4 separate regions of the Mus musculus genome follow, and all the other regions are linked to region 2. Evidence: chromatin contacts called from public ChIA-PET and HiChIP or PLAC-seq data. All regions are on one chromosome and are shown on one strand. Each heading gives the region's core, a stretch centred on a gene start, on an enhancer-like site or on the middle of the called end of the contact. The rest is flanking DNA. Distances are from core to core; before and after follow the strand shown.

The links. ChIA-PET counts read pairs in DNA pulled down with a chosen protein or histone mark. HiChIP or PLAC-seq counts read pairs in DNA pulled down with a chosen protein or histone mark.
Region 1: an RNA polymerase II ChIA-PET map of memory CD8 T cells shows a contact between it and region 2, with 53 read pairs. The contact joins the enhancer-like site here to the promoter of Vps16 in region 2. A contact is called at or near these places in 1 of 39 promoter capture datasets (the C10 cell line), 1 of 484 Hi-C or Micro-C datasets (CD4 T cells) and 4 of 115 datasets of contacts at active chromatin or transcription factors (large pre-B cells, memory CD8 T cells, microglia and 1 more).
Region 3: a contact with region 2 is called in an RNA polymerase II ChIA-PET map of memory CD8 T cells, with 19 read pairs. The contact joins the promoter of Slc4a11 here to the promoter of Vps16 in region 2. A contact is called at or near these places in 4 of 115 datasets of contacts at active chromatin or transcription factors (embryonic stem cells, extraembryonic endoderm stem cells, large pre-B cells and 1 more) and 2 of 9 other capture datasets (adipose tissue and liver).
Region 4: an H3K27ac HiChIP or PLAC-seq map of T-cell acute lymphoblastic leukemia shows a contact between it and region 2, with 2.5 times the contacts expected there. The contact joins the enhancer-like site here to the promoter of Vps16 in region 2. A contact is called at or near these places in 1 of 39 promoter capture datasets (hippocampal neurons), 2 of 15 datasets of contacts at CTCF or cohesin (large pre-B cells and pro-B cells), 7 of 484 Hi-C or Micro-C datasets (B cells, the G1E-ER4 cell line, LSK cells and 4 more) and 5 of 115 datasets of contacts at active chromatin or transcription factors (the SCID.adh cell line, T-cell acute lymphoblastic leukemia, bone marrow-derived macrophages and 2 more).

Annotation. Positions count from the first base shown.
Region 1 is chr2:130,732,216-130,734,915 of GRCm38.p6, reverse strand. The region is part of intron 27 of 4930402H24Rik (RIKEN cDNA 4930402H24 gene); the gene reads left to right. Among named protein-coding and RNA genes, the nearest start is that of Slc4a11, 36 kb to the right of the region's middle. Within about 2 kb of position 1,250, at least 22 of the 459 cell types and tissues checked have an H3K27ac peak or open chromatin away from gene starts, as enhancers often do. A contact at or near this core is called in memory CD8 T cells and pro-B cells, where this site is marked.
Region 2 is chr2:130,422,927-130,425,626 of GRCm38.p6, reverse strand. Vps16 (VSP16 CORVET/HOPS core subunit) reads right to left here and starts at 1,307. Exons shown (of 24, transcript NM_030559.3): 1 at 1,180-1,307. The coding sequence starts at 1,232. It overlaps Pced1a (PC-esterase domain containing 1A), which reads left to right and starts at 1,339. Exons shown (of 7, transcript NM_178762.4): 1 at 1,339-2,215. The coding sequence starts at 2,092.
Region 3 is chr2:130,696,153-130,698,955 of GRCm38.p6, reverse strand. Slc4a11 (solute carrier family 4, sodium bicarbonate transporter-like, member 11) reads left to right here and starts at 1,437. Exons shown (of 21, transcript NM_001081162.1): 1 at 1,437-1,597; 2 at 2,201-2,308.
Region 4 is chr2:130,757,901-130,760,600 of GRCm38.p6, reverse strand. All of the region lies in intron 20 of 4930402H24Rik (RIKEN cDNA 4930402H24 gene), which reads left to right. Among named protein-coding and RNA genes, the nearest start is that of Slc4a11, 62 kb to the right of the region's middle. Within about 2 kb of position 1,285, at least 11 of the 459 cell types and tissues checked have an H3K27ac peak or open chromatin away from gene starts, as enhancers often do. A contact at or near this core is called in T-cell acute lymphoblastic leukemia, where this site is marked.

The DNA.
Region 1 (2,700 bases), core at 1-2,500, 310 kb before region 2:
CCTAATGGGCTCCGTCAGGGTAACAGCTATGTGCAGCCATGATGGTACACACTTACAAATCCAGGACTTGGGAGGTAGAATCAGGAAGGTCAACCTTTGGCTATATAATGAGTTCAAGGCCAGGCTGGACTATATGAGATTAGCAGCTAAGTGCTGTAGCTCTTTACTAAGGCATGTACAGATTCGACCCATTTTTTTTTTTAATTCAAAAGATAACATATAGTTACCTGCTTCATAGCCTGTAAGACTCCTTGACACTAGGCATTATTGAGGTTGTTGGTTAAGGAAGATGGCAGGGGTTCCTCACATCAAGAATTTTCTCCCTCAAACCTGTTGTCCTCCTGCTTCAGTCTACAGAATGCTAGGATTGCAGATTCAACATAACACTTGGCTTGTTTCTCAAGTCCAGCTTTTGTTTGTTTTGTTGTTGTTTAAAGATTTATTTATTTATTTATTTATTTATTATACATAAGTACACTGTAGCTGTCTTTAGACACACCAGAAGAGGGCATCAGATCCCTTTACAGATGGTTGTGAGCCACCATGTGGTTGCTGGGAATTGAACTCTGGACCTCTGGAAGAGCCGTCAGTGCTCTTAACCACTGAGCCATCACTCCAGCCCCCTGCTTCTTTTTTTATCAGTATATCTCTGATTTTTTTTTGAGGATTTTTTTTAATGTGTATGAGTGTTTTGCTTCTGTGTATGTATGTATAACATGTGCGTGCAATGTCCAAATGGGGACCAGAAGAGGCATCAGACTGCCCTAGAACTGGAGTTAGAGACTATTCATTGTGAGCCACCATGTAGGTGTCAGGACTGAAGCTGAGTCTTTTGTAAGAGCAGCAAGTGCTCTTAACCTCAGAGCTGTCTCTCCAGTCTGGTTTTTGGGTTTTTTATGTGTAAATATCTATATACGTCATGTGTATGCTGTTGTTCATGAGGCCAGGGAGGGCATTAGATCCTCTGGAGCTAGAGTTACAAGAGGCTGAGCTACCCGGGTGAGCTCTGAGTCTCACACTCAGAACCTCTGGAAGAACAACAGCAAGTGCTCCCGATGGCTGAGCTCGCTCTCCAGCCCCTCCCCCTCCCCCTCCCCCTCCCCCTCCCCCATCACGAGTGCTGCTTTGATCTTTGGAGAAAACTTTATGATATAGGATGGGGCTTTCTTTGCTTTCCAGAGTGGCTGCTTCCACTCAGCTTCCTACCATCTCAGAGGCTGTGGCAACTGTTTCAAAAATGAAAGTAAAGGGTTTTAATTTGTTTCTGTTTCATTTTTGAGACAGGGCCTCATTTCTTGAGAGCCAACCTCAAATGTAGCGGAGGATAACTTTGAATCTGTGATCTACATCCCAAATGCAGGGACTGTAGGTATGGGTCACTAGGCCCAGTTTACTGCAGGGAATTGACATGTTGCTTGTATTCTAGCAGCCACGCCCCAGCTCCTAGAGTGCTCTTGTACTTTGAAGAGTCAGATGTATAGTTGCCAAGCTTTTAGGGATATGGTAGGCGATAGTGAAATAGACGTGGTTATAAAAGGGATCTTCTTTTTTGGAAGTTTAACCATCTTGGCATAAAATAAATACATCTAAGACGAAACAAACAAAAACAGACTGGCCTTGTTCCATAGCCTTAGCTGACCAGGCACGCATTTCCTAACCTATGCTGGCCTTGAACTCACTGAAGTCCTTTCCCTTCAGAAATCCTTTATTTTCAAATGTGTTGCTGTCTCAGGTTCCCTGAACTTATACCATGCACATGGTATACACACATCAATGGAAGCAGTGTCTGGGGTCCTGCACTCAGGCCCATACAAGCACTGCATTGGATATTGGTGCACATAGGTCCAAGGACAGAAGCCAGGGAGCAGGAGCCTGCTAGGACTCACTCAGCTTTCTTTTTTTTTTTAATTTTTATTTATTTATTACATGTAAGTACACTGTAGCTGTCTTCAGACACTCCAGAAGAGGGCGTCAGATCTCGTTACAGATGGTTGTGAGCCACCATGTGGTTGCTGGGATTTGAACTCTGGACCTTCGGAAGAGCAGTCGGGTGAGCCACTGAGCCATCTCACCAGCCCATCACTCAGCTTTCTTGAGCAAGCCAACCATAGTGCAAGCCAGGCATACTGACACGGGCTGGTAATCCTTACACTTTGGAGGCTGAAGCAGGATTCCACAAGTTCAAGGCCAGCATGTTCTAGATAGCAAGTTCCAAGCCACCATTGGGCTACATAGCAGAGCCTCTATAAAATGAAAAATAAGTAAATAACACTTGAACAGCCAGGATCCCGTGGGGAAACTCTAGAATTTAGCACAGCCTGTTCTCCCTGAGGCTCTGATGATTGGGCAGGACCGAGGAGGATGTCCTAATCTGGAATGAAGCCAAGGCCTTTCTACAGGTGAGTTGTTCCTAGGAGCTCAGGACATAGCTCTGGCAGGCTGCGCCCGCTCCCCCGCCCCCACTGGTCTTCCTAAGACCCACACAGGCACAGGTTCACCTGACCTGCCAGACTGCCCTCAGGTCTGATGTCTCTCCATGGACTCAGACCTTTTGATAATAGTCCTGTGGGACAGTGCTGTCCTCTGTGGGATGAGAGCAGCCCCAAGGTCCGCTGGAGGTTGAATGTCCAGTTTATTGATCTGTATTGCTTTAGGCTTCAGAGACTGTAACACTGAACAAACACCTTATTGCAGAGAACT
Region 2 (2,700 bases), core at 58-2,557:
GGTACATCAATAAAACATTCTTTACCATTTTGTTGGGTAATGATTAGGTTTTGCTTGTTTCTGTTATTATTTCAAGACAGGGTCTTACTATGTGGCCCTGTCTGGCCTGAGCTATAGAGCAGGGTGGCCTGAATCTCAGAGTGCTGGGATTAAGAGGCGTGGGCCACCAAAGGCTGACCAACTATTAGGTAACAGGCACTAGCCTAAATATGCATGGGAAATAGAAGTATTCTTAGCCTTCAAGAGCTTAGCACGAGAAACTCATACCAACACTGCCCTCGTGTGCCACATATGATAAGACTCTACAACTGGACCTTTGTGAGGCATAAAAGGATTCTACTGTAGGAAAACCAAGCAGGTCCTGAAAGATGAGCAACATTCTTCAGGGTGATAAAGAGGAAAATAGCAATGCCCATAGAAGCGACTATAGAACTGTGCAAACACAAAGCCATGGAATTGCCTGGTGTGATGAGGTCCTGCAATTAATTCTGTGAAGCTGGTACACCCACGGATTGAGGATGATTGAGGTTAAGTTGGAAACCACTCAGAGAGTGACAAATGTAGGCTGACCAATTGATGAGCGCTCCACAAGCAGTTTGTACTTTATATCTTAAAAAGAAATAAAGCCAACGAGACGGTAACCATTGTAATCACGTTACTAGTTTTAGCCTTGAGAAAGACCCACAGCTAAGGGCACTCCAACCCCGGTGAGTTGCCACTGCCTCGGGTTCCTCATTAATAGTGCCCCAAGACTGAAAAGCGGTTCATCCCCTTTTCTCAGCTTTGGTCAGTACTGTCACCCCGCCCGCTGTGGCGATCCCGCCTTCCTGTGAGAGCCCCTGTGGTCCGACTTCAGCAGTTTCCGGAAGGAGACTGGCACTCGCTGTCGCCGCGGGGCGGCCTCCCTCTACGTGATCTAAGCATCCTTCCGGAGGCCAACAGACCTCGGTTTAGGGGTGGCTTCTCAGCTTGCCTCAGTTGGCGCAAAGGAAGGACCAGATTGCTGCCCCTAAAGTGCGTAAAGTGGCAGACGCTCAGGCGAGCCGCCATAGGGACGGACGCCAGCACGCGTAGTGGCCGGGGCGAGCATTGCTGGCTCTGCCGGGAGGCTCAAGCCAGCAGCAGACAAGCAAGGTAAGCTGGGCTGTGGGACGGAAGGTGGGGCGTCGGGCAGCTCACCTGTAAAAGGCAGAGTCCCCGAGTGGATTCCAGTTCGCAGTGTAACAGTCCATGTCTAGTACAGCTGGCGGCAAGAGTCGCCGAGGAAAAACCCGCCTAGCGCAAGCTCAGGCCGCACTTCCGCTTCCGCCCTTCGGGGTCACGTGACGAGGCCGCCTTAGCGGCCATCAGAACTGTGGGCAAGCTACGCTGAGCTATCGTCCTGCCCTCGGCGCGGCGGCCCGAGTGGACCTAGCCCTGGTTTCTGTCCTCCACAGCGGCCAACCTCGCTGCCTTTCTGACTCCTCCGGCGTTGGGGATCGCATAGGGCGGGACACGGGTGACCGAAAGTGGGAGCCATGAGCATCTGAGGCACAGATGCTGGAGGCGTTGGCTGGACCACCGTAGCGCACGCATGGCGAGCGCTGGGCGTCGAGCTGCGTACCTACAGCTAACCTGGGCACCCGGGCTCTGTGGGGCGGGATCTTTGCAGAACCCACCGCTCTCCAGGGGCATGGGATCATTGACTCTAGATCAGGACATCGCTGCCGAGACGCTGTCGCACGGCACCTGGGCCTGCCCTACTGGCCCGTGAATCCCTGGAGCCCCCGAGAGACTTGGTAACTGGCGCGAGCGGACGAATGCGCACGCGCGGGGCCGCCGTTGACACGTGGCAGGGCAAAGGCGTCTCTGCGCGCGCGAAGCGCTGTAGTCTAAGACTACGGCCCAAGTGACCCTTCTTCCCTCCGAGTGTGATAAAGGCTGCTGCCGTGTTGGGATTCGCCTTGCCGCTCCCACTTTCCTCCCCATTACACAGAGCAGCCAGGGAGGGGCCAGCGCGCATGGGTCATCTTGGAACAGACCGGACCTACCTAGAGTCCCTGCCCTCTGTCAGCTTATTGGCCTCTCCCTGCAGCTGGTGTCAGTGGCAGCATGGTCTTCTGTTTGGAAAACGAGATGCCACACCGCCTGCTGGGAAGCGCCATGGTCCACTTCCATGCCTCAGAAGTCCAGCAGCTGCTACACAACAAGTTCGTGGTCATTTTGGGGGACTCCAGTGAGTGACCACTCTAGGATGACATTTCACCGCCCTGTATCTTCAACCTTTTCTTTGTCTGCACGCCACATCTCCATTTCAGACTTCTCCATCTCTTACTCTGTTTCAGGACACTAGACTGCATTTTTTTCTTTTTTAAATTCCCTATGTACCTTCCCTGGGTGCCCCGGCATATCATTTGTGCACTATTTTTTAGCCCATGAGTGTGGCATCTTTATTTGTTGTTGCCCTTCATGATTTTCTTAAAAGGACCTGTGGGCTATGTTGTGTGTTTTCCTAGGGATGGGACCAACTTAATTTTGCCATTTGGTCTTTGGTCGCTGTACATAAGCTAGAGGAGAGGGAAATAGCTGGAAAGAGCAGAGCTAGGGCTTTAAAATCTCGTCTTTTCTTCTCTAAGCCAACCCTCCATAGAGCTGCTGTTGGAGAGTCAATCCCTGGAAAACAAAGGCCTTCATTTGGGAAACTCTGGGAGGGGGTGAGGC
Region 3 (2,803 bases), core at 188-2,687, 270 kb before region 2:
CTCATGTCATCACCCAATGTAGCAAAGGCAGGAGAAGGGCTTCAGTGTCGGTTTGCCCTTTCAGCCTCTGGCCTGCACAGCACAGGGCGGGTGGGAAAACGAAGGAAACCATTCCTTAAACACTGCCAAAAGGGCTGAAGGGGGAAAGGTCACACTTCGGTCCTCTGAGACAGTGGTGCAGGAGTCTACAGACTGGGGTGGGGGTGGGAGTGGGTACTCCTGGCTCCTTTCTCCTCCTAATAAGGAGAGGTTGGGGAAATTGTTCCTTAAGTCTCCAGAGATTTTCTGGAACTGGAAGGGTTTGGACCAACCAAGTATTGGGGTGCTGCTAGGAAGCTATGCAAAAGACATAACATGAGAGACTGGGGTGGAAGAGGGATCCCGACCCTGAGTCAGCCATTCTGCCAGGCTCTTCAGCTTTCCTGAACCCCCACCCTGCAACACCACCAGCCTGGATAGAGCTAGGAGTCTTTTTTTTGGGGGGAAGGGGAGTGTTCGAGACAGGGTTTCTCTGTGTAGCCCTGGCTGTCCTGGAACTCACTTTGTAGACCAGGCTGGCCTCAAACTCAAAAAATCCATCTGCCTCTGCCTCCCAAGTGTTGGGATTAAAGGCGTGCGCCACAACTGCCGGGTTTAGGGCTAGGATTCTAAGGAGAAGATACTGAGAGGAGTTCCTAAGAGCTAAGTGAACAACATGGCATGTAGCCTCCTCCCAGGGCCTGCTTACCCCAACAAAGGCAGCGTGCGGCTATCCCTGAGTCATCACGGTTCTTAGAGATGGGAGGGATCCTGGAATAACGAGCGCGCGCGTCTGTGTGTGTGTGTGTGTGTGTGTGTGTGTGTGTGTGTGTAGGGGAGACTTCAGGACCCTCCGTACCTTCAATCCGAATGCCAACTTGGCTCACCATGCCTATTTATATGCAAATTCCCGCAACACTCCAAATGCCTTTCCAACTCACCCACCCCCTAACACGCTTGAGCAACAGTGAAAGGAACTGTGTGGAAGCTATCACGGAGTGGGAAGGAGTGGCTGGAGAATAGTACTTTACTTAAGTGTGTGCCCCAGGGACAATAGGAAGCTCAAGGTCTGTAGAATCACTGGGAAGCCACCGAAGGTTGGGTTGGGGTTAAGGAAAGAGGTGCTCAACGCACTTATCAGAACTCACCGCAAGCCGCTCTCCAGAGACCCGGCCACTTCCTAACCTGGGAGAGGGATGCGGAACCGAGAGCGGGCGCCAGCGGGTGAACACGCGGGAGCGTGGGCGGCTTAGGGCGCTAGCCCACGGGCAAGTGCAGAAAGCGGCGTAGGCGGGGGTTGGGGACCGCCCTGGCGGTCGGGGGCGTGGCGAGGGCAAAGGGGCGCGGCAAGGGAGGGTTGGGGGCGATTCGGCAGCCCGAGGGTGTGGCAGTCAGTGGCGTACAGCTAAGGTGGGGGCGGAGTTCCTCCAAGCTTTTAAAACAGGCGCGCCCCTTCCCTCCGGGCTCCAGTGAGTGTCCCTGCACTGCTCTGAAACTTCGTAGTCCCTCCCAGGCCGGCACCCCACGACTCTCAGGCCTGCGCACGCGAGCCGCCGAGGATCCAGAACAGACCTCGCGGGTGAGGGCGCGACTTTGGCTGGAAGCAGCCTCACGCCGCACGGTTAGGAGCGCGGCGCGGCTCGCAGGAGTGTCGCCGGCTCCAGCTGCGAGCCGGCCCAGAACCACGGAGTCCTGATTGAGAAGCCCGGGCCATGGCCACGCCAGGCGTGTATGCCAGCGCCGGCCTCTCAGGCCTGGGTGGGCGAGAGGCTGTGCCGGCTTTGCGCCTCCGGAGGGGTTCGACCAAAAGAGTTCCGAATGTCAGTGCGCGCGCGCGGGGCAAGGGGCGGCCTGGGACACCGTGGGCATCCTGTCCGTGTTTGTTCTGCGTTCGCGGTCTTGACACACACACCCTCAGCAACTGAAGGAAAGATGTAACGTAGCCGGCGGAGGGGAGGGTTGGGAGCTCCGAAATGGGCAGGGTGGCGCTTTGGTGTCCTCAGCACCGGATTGCGTTCCGCCGCCTAGAGTTACGATTCATCAGAGCTGGGTGTATCCGGCCACTCACCTGCACGTGGGTGTGGTCTGTTCCCCTTAGCTACCGCCCCAAGTGCCTCCAAATCCTGCCCATCTACTCACTCTCAGTGGCTGCAAACATGGACTACATCTTTTTCTCGTACAGGCCCATCCTCCCGTGCGTCCTTCTTTGCACAAACATCTCGGATAGTACCTCCAATCTCTGTGTACTGCACACCCACTCTACCCCTTCTTTCCGGCATCGCAGGACACGGTACAACCCTGGGATAGAGGCAGTTGCTGGGTCGGTCCCCTGGGTGACCCCTAGGCCATTGAAGAGATGGGAAGAACTGCGTCTGAGATGGGCATGTGTGGCCCTTGGCAACCAGGGCAGATCTGAGGAGAGGCTCACCCCCACCTCAAAGTGCTGGGCGAGGCTGGGCTGGATCCAGGGAGGAGGCGATTTCCAGTTGTCTTCCTCCAGAACTGGATGGGGCTCAGTCAGAGACGCTTGGATTAATGAGCCGAGTACTGATGATAATTTAGTGATGACATGACCTGAGGAAGTACTCTTCACTTCCCTGGCACGCATAGGAAGTCCATACTAGGCAGACTAAGGGATTTAATACCTTACAGTAAGGATGGTCATCCCAGACACTGCAGGCTCCCCTACATAGTACTTTGACCCCCACCTCTCTCATGCAAGTGGGCTTGCATGTGTTCCTAGGAAGGATGAGGAATCATCAGGCATGGGGTGAACTAAGGCTGT
Region 4 (2,700 bases), core at 36-2,535, 330 kb before region 2:
ATTTAATGTATCCAGTCTCTGTGTAATAATGAAGAGTACAACTAGAAATGTTTGTGCCCTTATTAGTCACATCGTTTATGTTTTGCACAACTCCAGTTCTTCTGTATGCTGTGCAAACACTCTACCCCTGAGCCACTCCCCAACCCAGTCACGCCATTTTAAGATCTTAAACTTCATCAGGGTATGGTGGCATATTTTGTAATCCGGCTCTCTTGTGCTCCCAGCACTTGGAAAATTGCGGTAAATGGATCACCATTTCAAGGCCAGGCTGTCCACATACTAAGTTCAAGTCAAGACTGGATAGCAAAACCCTCTTTCAGCCCTCTCTCTAGAAAACTTAGATTTCACATTATCCCAGTGCATATCGTTTGTGCTATAGAACAATTCTATAGAAACAATAACTTTAACAAGAGTTTCCCTACTCTGTGTATTAAACATTTTACTAGTTTAGAGTTTAGAGTTACTGTCACAGGATTACTAGAGCTTAAGTTTAAGTTTAGAGCTTAAGTAAAAGCCTTACACATAGCCTGGTGGTGGTGGCACACGCCTTTAATCCCAGCACTCAGGAGGCAGAGGCAGGCAGATATCTGAGTTCGAGGCCAACCTGGTCTACAAAGTGAGTTCCAGGACAGCCAGGGCTACACAGAGAAACCCTGTCTCGAAAAACCAAAAAAAAAAAAAAAAAAGCCTTACACATACAGGCAGTAAGTGTATGTTCTTCCACTAAGTATATGTTCTGGGTAGTTTTATTATTGCTAATTTTTATTTTAATATGGGGGTCTCTCCAAGTTTCCTGACTGGCCTTGAACATACTTTATAATACAGAGAGGCGTTGAACTTGAGAGGCTCCTGCCTCAGATCTTAGGCATGTACTACCATATCCTGTCTCTTAAAAGAAAACCACACAGAATGCCTAGGGCTTTCTCAGGCTTTGGAAGGGGGATTGCAAAGATAAAAGGCCCTGAAATGCAGATGTTGTTAGTATCTTAAAATCTGCCCGTAATTAGAATATGATGAGTTTCATCCCTCAAACTGTGTGTCTTGAGCTCCTTAGTGTGATTGATCAAAGCTTGATGAAAGCATTGATTGGTCAGATCCTGAGCTCTGTTGAAGGGAAACCCTTGCCTGAGGCTGTAAGGAGTTGGCATCTGTGGTAGTTAGATGCAGACAGAGGTTCTGCCCTTTAGAGTGCTGATGGCTGAGGAGGAAGAGCACTTCTCCTTGAACTGCTTCTGGTCCAGTACTTTTTCCCTTCCATAGCCCAGTGGCTTTTACTGTCATAAGGATTCTTGCTGTTCAGCTTCCCAGTCATTCCTGTCCTTCATGTGTCCTTGGTCAGGCAGGCTGCCCAGGACCTAATCCCTAAAAACTTGCTTTAGCCTCAGACTATTATCCTTAAACATTTTCTGTTTTTAACTTAACCCAGATAAAATCCCAGCATGTGTGTTGTCCTCAGGCTTGCTTTGGGGCTCAGGATTATGCTGCTAGGATTTCTTCAGATTGTGCTGTGTGTGCTGGGGGCCAGCACAGCAGTGCAGTGGGGAGCAGAACTTGCAGAGGGTGTGCCTGGGCAGCAGACTGCTGCTGTGACCAAGGCGGCTGAGACAGGTACCAGGTTTGAATGACAAAAATGAAGAAGACTTCATCAGATATTTCAAAACCAACTGTGACACTGCTGACTAATAACAAAACCAGGTGTCAGTTTAAGGTGAAACAGACATTGCTAGGTAGATGTCCTTGTAGAAGTACTTTTTAATTTAAGGGTGCAGTGGACTCTATACAAGCTATGGCTCTGGCACTCTTCTCTGATATCCACTATCAAGCAATCATGATTTAAAATTATTCATAATTTGACATTACTTCCCTTTTGGAAGGGTTGACATAAAGGGGCTCAATTTAGATTCTTAAAACTTTCACCTGGGCTGGTGAGATGGCTCAGTGGGTAAGAGCACCCGACTGCTCTTCCTAAGGTCCCGAGTTCAAATCCCAGCAACCACATGGTGGCTCACAACCATCTGTAACAAGATCTGACGCCCTCTTCTGGAGTGTCTGAAGACAGCTGCAGTGTACTTACATATAATAAATAAATAAATCTTTAAAAAAAAAAACTTTCACCATTCACAGCTGTACATGTTCATATAGTTCATTGATTTTCATAGCTCCAAAGTATTCCTTTATATGAAAATGAGGGAGCTGGAGAAATGGCTCAGCAGTTAAGAGCACTGATTGTTCTTCCAGAGGTCCTGAGTTCAATTCCCAGCAACCACATGGTGGCTCACAACCATCTGTAATGGGGTCTGATGCCCTCTTCTGGTGAGTCTGAAGACAGCAACAGTGTACTCACATAATAATCTTCAAAAAAAATTTTTTTTACCCATCTATACACATAAAATAAATAAAGTGATAAATGCCTTATTTCCTTCCTTCCTTCCTTTCTTCCTTCTTTTCTTTCTTTCTCTCTCTCCCTCTCTTTCTTTCTTTCTTTCTTTCTTTCTTTCTTTCTTTCTTTCTTTCTTTCTTTCTGTCTCTCTGTCTTTCTTGGTAGAGTGGAAGCACCTTCACAGGTGCCTGAGGAATGCTGCCTCTTGTCTGACTGCCAGAAATCCTTCTGTAGTCCAGGCTGCGCCCATTGCTGGTTATTTGCACTGCCTTTTGAAGTCTGGGGAACTGGAGTTTTCTTTTGCACCCGACACTAAGTCA